2 separate regions of the Gossypium arboreum genome follow, and region 2 is linked to region 1. Evidence: chromatin contacts called from public Hi-C data. All regions are on one chromosome and are shown on one strand. The core of a region is the stretch at or near the end of the contact, and the rest is flanking DNA. Distances in the headings are between cores, read along the strand shown.

Evidence for each region. Hi-C and Micro-C count contacts between places; a contact is called where the count stands out from the background.
Region 2: a Hi-C map of leaf shows a contact between it and region 1, with 1.7 times the contacts expected there. The contact joins the enhancer-like site here to the promoter of LOC108477116 in region 1. A contact is called at or near these places in 3 of 5 Hi-C or Micro-C datasets (all in leaf).

Annotation. Positions count from the first base shown.
Region 1 is chr4:9,090,653-9,094,873 of ASM2569848v2, reverse strand. It overlaps LOC108477116 (transcription factor MYB16), which reads left to right and starts at 1,696. Exons shown (of 3, transcript XM_017779572.2): 1 at 1,696-2,105; 2 at 2,215-2,344; 3 at 2,908-4,008. The coding sequence starts at 1,973. The coding sequence ends at 3,724.
Region 2 is chr4:9,176,674-9,180,875 of ASM2569848v2, reverse strand. No RefSeq gene overlaps it. Among protein-coding and RNA genes, the nearest start is that of LOC108478998, 11 kb to the left of the region's middle. Within about 2 kb of position 2,450, at least 1 of the 2 cell types and tissues checked has an H3K27ac peak or open chromatin away from gene starts, as enhancers often do. A contact at or near this core is called in leaf, where this site is marked.

The DNA of each region.
Region 1 (4,221 bases), core at 447-2,946:
TATATTTACAATGCAAATTTATTAAATGATAAGGAGTGTAGAATCCTAGTTACCACTATGTGGCCCAGAAAATTATTATTATTATTTTAAAAACATTAGTATTCATTAATAATAATAATTATATTTGAAAATATATATACTATTAAAATAGTAAAATTGTATTTTTATTATCGTAAAATATACAATTTAATTTCGCCCCTAAATGTTTTTCAATAATTATTTTTTTGAACAATCTCATTATATGTTTTGATCATATTTGCTCTTAGGGGCGTAGCCAGGGGTTGACAAAGGCCCCAACTCCCCCTAAAATGAAAAAAATTTCCATTTAAATCCTTCAATTTTTTTTAAATTTTAAATTAATAAAAGTAAAAATGCACTTTGACCACCTTAAAAATGATAAAAAATTGATTTAATCCTTTAAAAATTATAAGTATATAGGCTAGTCAAATTAAAATTTAATTTCGACCCCCTAAAAAAAATTTCTGCCTTCGCCCTTGTCTGCTTTTTTTGACACAATGGTTAAAACTACTTATAACTCCTCCCCAACCCATAAATAGAAAGATAATGTTTTGAGGAAGATAATGCACTTCAACGCATTTAAACTCATGTCCTCTTGCATTGACAACATTACTCATGTCAATCAAATTAAGACTCAATCAGCTAAATACAACATCTATTACACATAGTTTTAATGTTCAAACTTTTTCATGTTTTTTAGAATGATTTTTGGTTTTTATGCCATATAAAATCATGCATAGAACAAGATTTTCTCCTTCTTGTGTCTAACATTGTATGTTTTTACCATAAATTATATTTCATTTTATTTAACAAAACTTCTCCTAAAATAAATCTAAAAGCACTTGAAACTACAATATTCTTTATTCTATTTCTAATTAATTATTTTTGGCCAATATTTTTAATTAATTAAAACTCACCTTCACAAGCTAATTAATACAGCTTTTAGAGGGAAAAAAAAGGGAATCTTTATTCTAGTTCTATTTAATTAAAATTCAACTTTATAAGCTAATTAATACAGCTTTAAAAAGAGTTCAAAACTTATAATAAGAAAAGTCACCATCATCATGAGTAGTATATAGTGAAATAATATGAGAAACTTTAAATTTGGGATCTGGCCCCATATCATTTACTAACTCTTTTGCTTTGTTAATTGTAAGGACCAAAAAATCCTTTCATAATTTGTTTGGGGGTTTGAGGTTTTTTTGGGGGGAATGCTACACATGATGAAAAGTAAGATAAAAATTAAAATCACAACATGATATAACCGAAAAAAAAAAAATACAACATGAATATATAAATTATCAACTATTTTACCATACATGGGACATATTTTGGATACCCCATGGGTTAAGTAAAGGTATATAATGAAGTAGTAATGCTATAGATAAAGGAGGGTTGTAAAAACTTTTAATAAATAGACATCTAGTGCTGATAAAGTTTTAGGTTAATGCTAAAGAAGAGAATATAGTGAAGATGTAATTTCAAAAAAATATTTGGTAAAAGTGTAGATTTTGAGTTTTGAGTATTTAAGTTTGAAATTTATTAGGCGTAAATATATTAATTAATTTTCGAGCCCATAATGTATTATTTAATATTTTAAATATTAGTATTTTGATATATGCAAATATTCTATTTCCAGACTATACAACCTCCATTGTAACAAAAAACGGTCGGTTTTAATTTCATCTATCATGTGACTTTAGCATATACTCTGATGAAAAATTAATTTCTCTCTATCCCATTAATTTCGCTGACCTTTCTTCTCTGCCCCCCATCTCTTCATTTACAAACACAGACTTCCTTCCCTTTCTCACTGTCACTCCCTTCTCTTCATTACTTTTAATTCTTTCATCAAACATTATCTCTTTGTTTTCAAAGTGTTATATAAAGAGTGAACTCAACTGCCTTGTTCCTTTGCTGCTTCAGTTTTTCACTATACACCACTATACCCAATATGGGGAGATCACCTTGCTGTGACAAAGTAGGGTTGAAGAAAGGACCTTGGACACCTGAAGAAGACCAGAAACTCTTGGCTTACATTGAAGAACATGGTCGTGGAAGCTGGCGTTCCTTGCCCGCCAAAGCCGGTGACTAAGCCCTAACCCTAATTCCTTCTTGCTTTACTTATAGTACAAGTTATTCTTCAGTTCTCAGCTCATTCTTTTACTTGTTTTGGGTCTCATTGTTTTTTTTAAGGTCTTCAAAGATGTGGGAAAAGTTGCAGGCTCAGATGGACTAATTATCTAAGGCCTGATATTAAGAGAGGAAAATTTAGTTTGCAAGAAGAGCAAACTATCATCCAACTTCATGCCCTTTTAGGGAACAGGTAATAGTAGTTCATTCTTTATTTAAAAAAGAAAAAAAAAAGCTTTTTTTTTTCTCATGATTTTTTAGTATCTTTCTGATCTTGGGTTTTCAATTTCTCAACACTAAGATTTTAATTTCCAAATTTTGTTATGAAATCTAAGCTCAAACTTCTTGAACTCAAATGACAATTTTTTTTGGGGGATTTAGTGGAAACATATAAATACTCTCAAATCTGAACGGCTAGTCTACTCTATTTATCACCTATATAATCTTTTCTTCTTTGTTTTAGTTTCGATCCTACAGATATTAAATTAAAATTGTGCAGTGTCTTCTATTTTTGCAATAAGTTACTGTCTCTTCTGACATCTGATTTTAATGGAATGCTAACTTTAAATGCAAAAATGGGTCTTCAATTCTTCATTAAAATGCAATAGCAAATCAGTTTTTTAACATTTTTTGTCTATTTTATATATATATATATATTTTTGTCTTTAGATGAGTAATAGATTGAGAAAATTCTAGTGTTTTGTGTAAAGGTTACTGTCTCTATTATGTTTTTGCTTGTCCTTTTTTTGTCTTCAGGTGGTCTGCGATTGCCACTCACTTGCCAAAAAGAACAGATAATGAGATAAAAAATTACTGGAACACTCATCTTAAGAAAAGGTTAGCTAAAATGGGGATCGATCCCATCACTCACAAACCCAAAAACGATGCTTTACTCTCCACTACTGATGGTCAATCCAAGAATGCAGCCAACCTTAGCCATATGGCTCAATGGGAGAGTGCTAGACTCGAAGCTGAAGCTCGACTGGTTCGAGAATCAAAGATCCGTTCACATTCAGTTCAACATCATCACCACTTCAATCCCCCTGCTTTTACCCTTGAGTCTCCTACATCCACTCTTTCTGTCTCAGAAAATGCACCACCAATCATTACAGGGCTCGGTGTGAGTCCGATGCCGATGATCGAGTTCGTCGGCACCACCTCGGGTTCCTCCGAGACGGCGGGGATCGTTAAAGAAGAAGGTGAACAAGAGTGGAAAGAGCTTGGAAGTTCAAGCAATTTGGCTGATTACAAAGAGGGTATGGGGAATTCTTTGTCATCATTCACATCTAGTCTTCAGGATATGACAATTTCTATTGAAGGAGGATGGACTCCAGAGTCTTTGAGGCCAAACAACATTAATGTTAATAATGTTGGGAATATAATGGAGGAAGGTTTCACTAATCTTCTTCTTAATGATTCCGTCGACCGGAGTTTATCGGATAGCGGCAAAGAATCTGACGAAAACAGCGGAGGCAGCGGGGATGGCAGTGATTACTATGAAGATAACAAGAACTATTGGAACAGTATTCTTAATTTGGTGAATTCTTCCCCATCAGATTCACCAATGTTCTAAACAATTTAATTATATATATCGTAATTGTTCCAAAAGCTGTGAAATACCATCAGGTTATATAAATCGGTGTTTTCCACTGTTTCCTCTACAAAGGGAAAAGCTTTGACATGTTCTACGTAGTTGATAGAATTTTAACATGTTTTGAGTGACATTCAATGACAATTTTCTCTTTGTATTGTTATGTTCATATATATATATATATATTTGAAAAACCTTTGTAGTAATGAAATTTTATCATCTAGATCTGTAGCTCATAATCAATAAATGGTCATCATCATTTTACAGAGGAGGTGTATGAAATTGGAAATTAAATTTACCCTCAAAGTTCATTTCATTTGTGTTAGACCATTTATAAATAGACAAAGAACAATTAATAAAGATATTATTTTTATGTATTTATGATAGACTTTAATGCTGGTAGTTTCAGGTCACATTCTGCAAATAACAAGCATGAAAATTTCTAGGTTTAAAAAAAAAAAATCCTGTAAGTCAATTTG
Region 2 (4,202 bases), core at 1,201-3,700, 85 kb before region 1:
GCTTTTAGTTTGTGAAATTGTGGTCTTAATGTTGATGGTAATAGTCATTTGCTAAAACACGAGTTCAATCTATTTGATCATTCCCATTATTTATGGTATAACATCTCTTCCTCATTGTTTGAGGCAGTAATAGTAGCATGTTTATCTTTTAATAGTGTCAAGTCAAGATCCTGAACACCTAAATGAGACTTAATTTGTTCACTCCATTCAGAGAAGTTTAACATATTAAATAATGTAACAGTTGATCATTCCATTCAGAGAAGTATAACACATTAAATAATGTAACAGTTGAAGCTTGTGAATGAAGACAAATAGTTGCAAAATAATATATAAAAGCAAAACAATTCTGAAATGCTTAAATATAATTACTTTATGAATTCAAACAAACAATCCAAGTATATTCTAATTCTCCTTTGGGTAGATACTAGAATATACTATCATAAATGAATGTTAATAACCTTAATGGACAATTAAATAATTTTCATCAAATATACACATTTTCTTTGTACATTGAAATATATATATAATAAAAACATTAATTGACACCATAATTTTCAGTATTCATAGAATAAATAATTTATCTTTGGATAAATTTGGAAGCTCTAATGAATAGTGAAAGTCAACTATCCAATTTTTTCATCATTAGCATTTAGTTTATTCATTACATGGATATTGACAATTTTAATTTACATTCACTTTTAATTTGTTTTCATATTTATTTAAATTAAATTAAATCAATCAAATTTATGAATTTATGGAATAAATATAACATCACATTTATTTATTTAAATTATAAACTTTTATCTATTTCATATTGCAATAATACTTTTGGATTTTTATGGATATATAAATTTATATTTTATTTTTAAAATCACTTTAATATTATATATTCAAATGAAAGAAACAATTTATGTTATTGCATATGATTTTATAAAATTTTAAGCAAAACATTTTAATTTTAAAAAATATCTTAATATATTTTAATTAATCCACATGATCAGTTCAGGCGTTATGGGTAAAAACCTAATATATATGTGGGTGGGTGTGCCTGTACGCACATGTTTTCTTCCACAATACATGCTTTGTATATGCATGATTATATTTAAAAATACATGTAAGATAAATTTAGAATAATTTTAGTGTGAATTAAAATTAAAATTAAAATTAAAATTACTAATTGAAAATAATTATTTAATATTCAATGCAAATATTTCTTAATAATGTAGTTTATTGTGAAGCTATCTTTTATTTAATAAGAATAATTTCATTAATTATCATTACGTTATTGAAAAAGTGTTTATTGAATGATAATATAATTTTTTCAGGATTTTAGTCAATACTTTTTAATATATATTAAAAGTTTGTAAAATAACTTTTCCAATAATCACATTATGAAAAATTACATTATATTAAAATCATAACATATAAAAGCAACAAGTATCCCTTAGTTAATTTTTAAAATTGATTATTTTAATCAATTAAGTTAAATTATTTTATATTCAATTCAAATATCAATAGGCTCAAGTTAATTTTATTTTAACCATTAAATTTCAATGAACTAATCTTACTTCATTTGTTTTTTGTTTTTTACTTCAAATTAGTCGAATCTTGTATGCTCTTAGAATTCTTCTATTTAGGAGTGAATAAAACTTGAATCGACTCAAAAAAAATTAAAAAAAATTAAATTTTGAATTATTCAATTTTTTAAGTCAATTCAAATAAATGAATCAATCTTTTAAATTTGAATCAAGTTTAATTATTACAACTCGAATATCCGTAGAATCAATTAAACAAAACCATGTGATTTTGGAGTAAAGGCATAATTTCAAAATTTTAAGCCCAGCCACATCTTCCGACGTCATTTTATCCTCTCTTAAATTGAAAAAAAAAGAAAAGAAAAGAAGGTAAGGCTGTTTTAAATTTTACTTCCTTTCTACAAGAAACCCCATCCTGTCTTTGCGTCATTCCTCCTTGATATGTTTTTCTGATTGTGATGGGTATTATTGTATATACCGGATTACTTGTACATGTTTTTTTAATCAGTGGAATGATGATCTATTTGATAGCCTAAAATATCATATTCCACTATACACTTCTAAAAATTTTATTTAATTTAATTTTGATTTTGTTTCTTGTATCAATTATTTGATTATGTTTTATTTATGTAGAAAATTTTTATTGATTAATTATATATATTTAATCTAATATTTTTATTAATTATATTTTTAAATTTAACTCGAATAAATATATTTAATTCGACTTGACTCAAATTTCATATAACTTAACTCAATTCAAATTAAATTTTGTTAAAATATAATTTATTAACTTGACTAACTTAAATTTCTTTTACTCAAATTCGACTTGAATCGATTGGATGATTACCCTATTTCTATTAATTTCTTGTATGCGTTTAGTACCAAACCAGGCCTACCCAGTTTCAATGTTGGGCTTTAAATAGGGATTGAAGTATAACTATTAGGCTTGCCAAATATTTTAGTCCAATTCTTCATTAATTTCGAAATTAGAGCCTGTTCCAAATAGTTTATTTATTTTAAAAATTTTAAGTTTTTTTTAAATTTTCATGTACACTTTTATTCTGTTATAAATATTAAAATTATACATGGATTTTGATTTTGTATAATTTTATACATGAAATTTTGATTTGATCAAATTCTTGTAAATTATTAACACAATTATTTATATAATATCATTTTATATTTATATATTGCATATATAAATAATTATATTATCAATATAAAAATAAATTGATGTATTTATTTCTTTAAATGTGATTAAATCAAAATTAAAGTTTCAAGTATACATTTGAACTATAATTAGAATTTCATGTGTATAATTGCACCAAATTAAAGTTCACGTATACAATTACGCATTAAATCAAAGTTCTTATATACTTTTGAAATTTATCCCATTTTATTTTTTATATAATATATATAGGTTTTTCTATATTTTAGAACTTTTAATTGAAAACATGAAAAAATATATATTTAAATTTTTATGTATTTTTAAATTGTAATAGTGAAATTGATAAAATTGTAAAGTCAAAATCTAAAAAAAAAAACTAATTTTTTCTTTTATAAATGCCACATTACCAACACTAATGGCAAAAACATATAGGAACTCAATGTCTTCGAAATTAATATGAGAATTAATAAGAACTTTTAATATATTTAAACCTTTGAATATTCTATAATAAAAGAAGTATATGTTAATGTTTATTAAATATATATATTGTAAGGCCCAATTTTTGTCCGGCCTTATACTAAAAATCACTAAAACTCGAGGCCCAATTAAATAAACACTAAAACTCGAGGCCCAATACACCCAAAATTATCTCAGCATCACTAGAAGCTTCTGGAACGTGCCAGAATAGGCCAGAGAGTTAGGGCTCCCACGAGTGGCTCCTCGCATGGCCTCCTTCGCACGTCTCCCCGCTCCTCTGTACAACCGAGCCTGCAAAAGAACACACCAGAATTCATAGCAGAATTCATAGCAGATGACAGTAGGAAAATAGGATTTTTTTTATTTTTATTTTTATTTATTTTGTAAATCTGGCTATAAAAGCCATTGATGTACCTGCAAAATTTTTACGCACACTGTACGCATACACACATACAATACACGCATACATCAATTTCCTTCTGGATTACTACAACCGGTGAAAATTCCATTGTGGAAGTGGGAGAGAGTCACTATGGGCTTTGTGAGTGGGCTACCTTTGACACCCACTAAGAAAGATTCTGTGTGGGTAGTGGTGGATAGGTTAACAAAATCTACCCATTTCATACCAGTTCGTACTGATTACTCCCTGCAAAAGTTGGCTAGGTTGTATGTGGCAGAGATAGTGCGACTACATGGAGTGCCAGTGTCGATTATTTCCGACCGAGACCTTAGGTTTACATCTCGGTTCTGGAAGAAGTTGCAGGAGGCATGGGGTACACGTTTGGATTTCAGTACTGCCTTTCACCCATAGACAGATGGACAGTCGGAGAGGGTTATTCAGATTTTGGAGGATATGATAAGGGGTTGTATCACCGATTTTCGTGGGAGTTGGGAGGACTACTTGCCATTGGCGGAGTTTGCATACAATAACAGCTACCAAGCAAGTATTCAGATGGCTCCATATGAGGCACTTTATGGGCGGAGATATCGTACGCCTACGTGTTGGACAGAGTTGGGTGAAC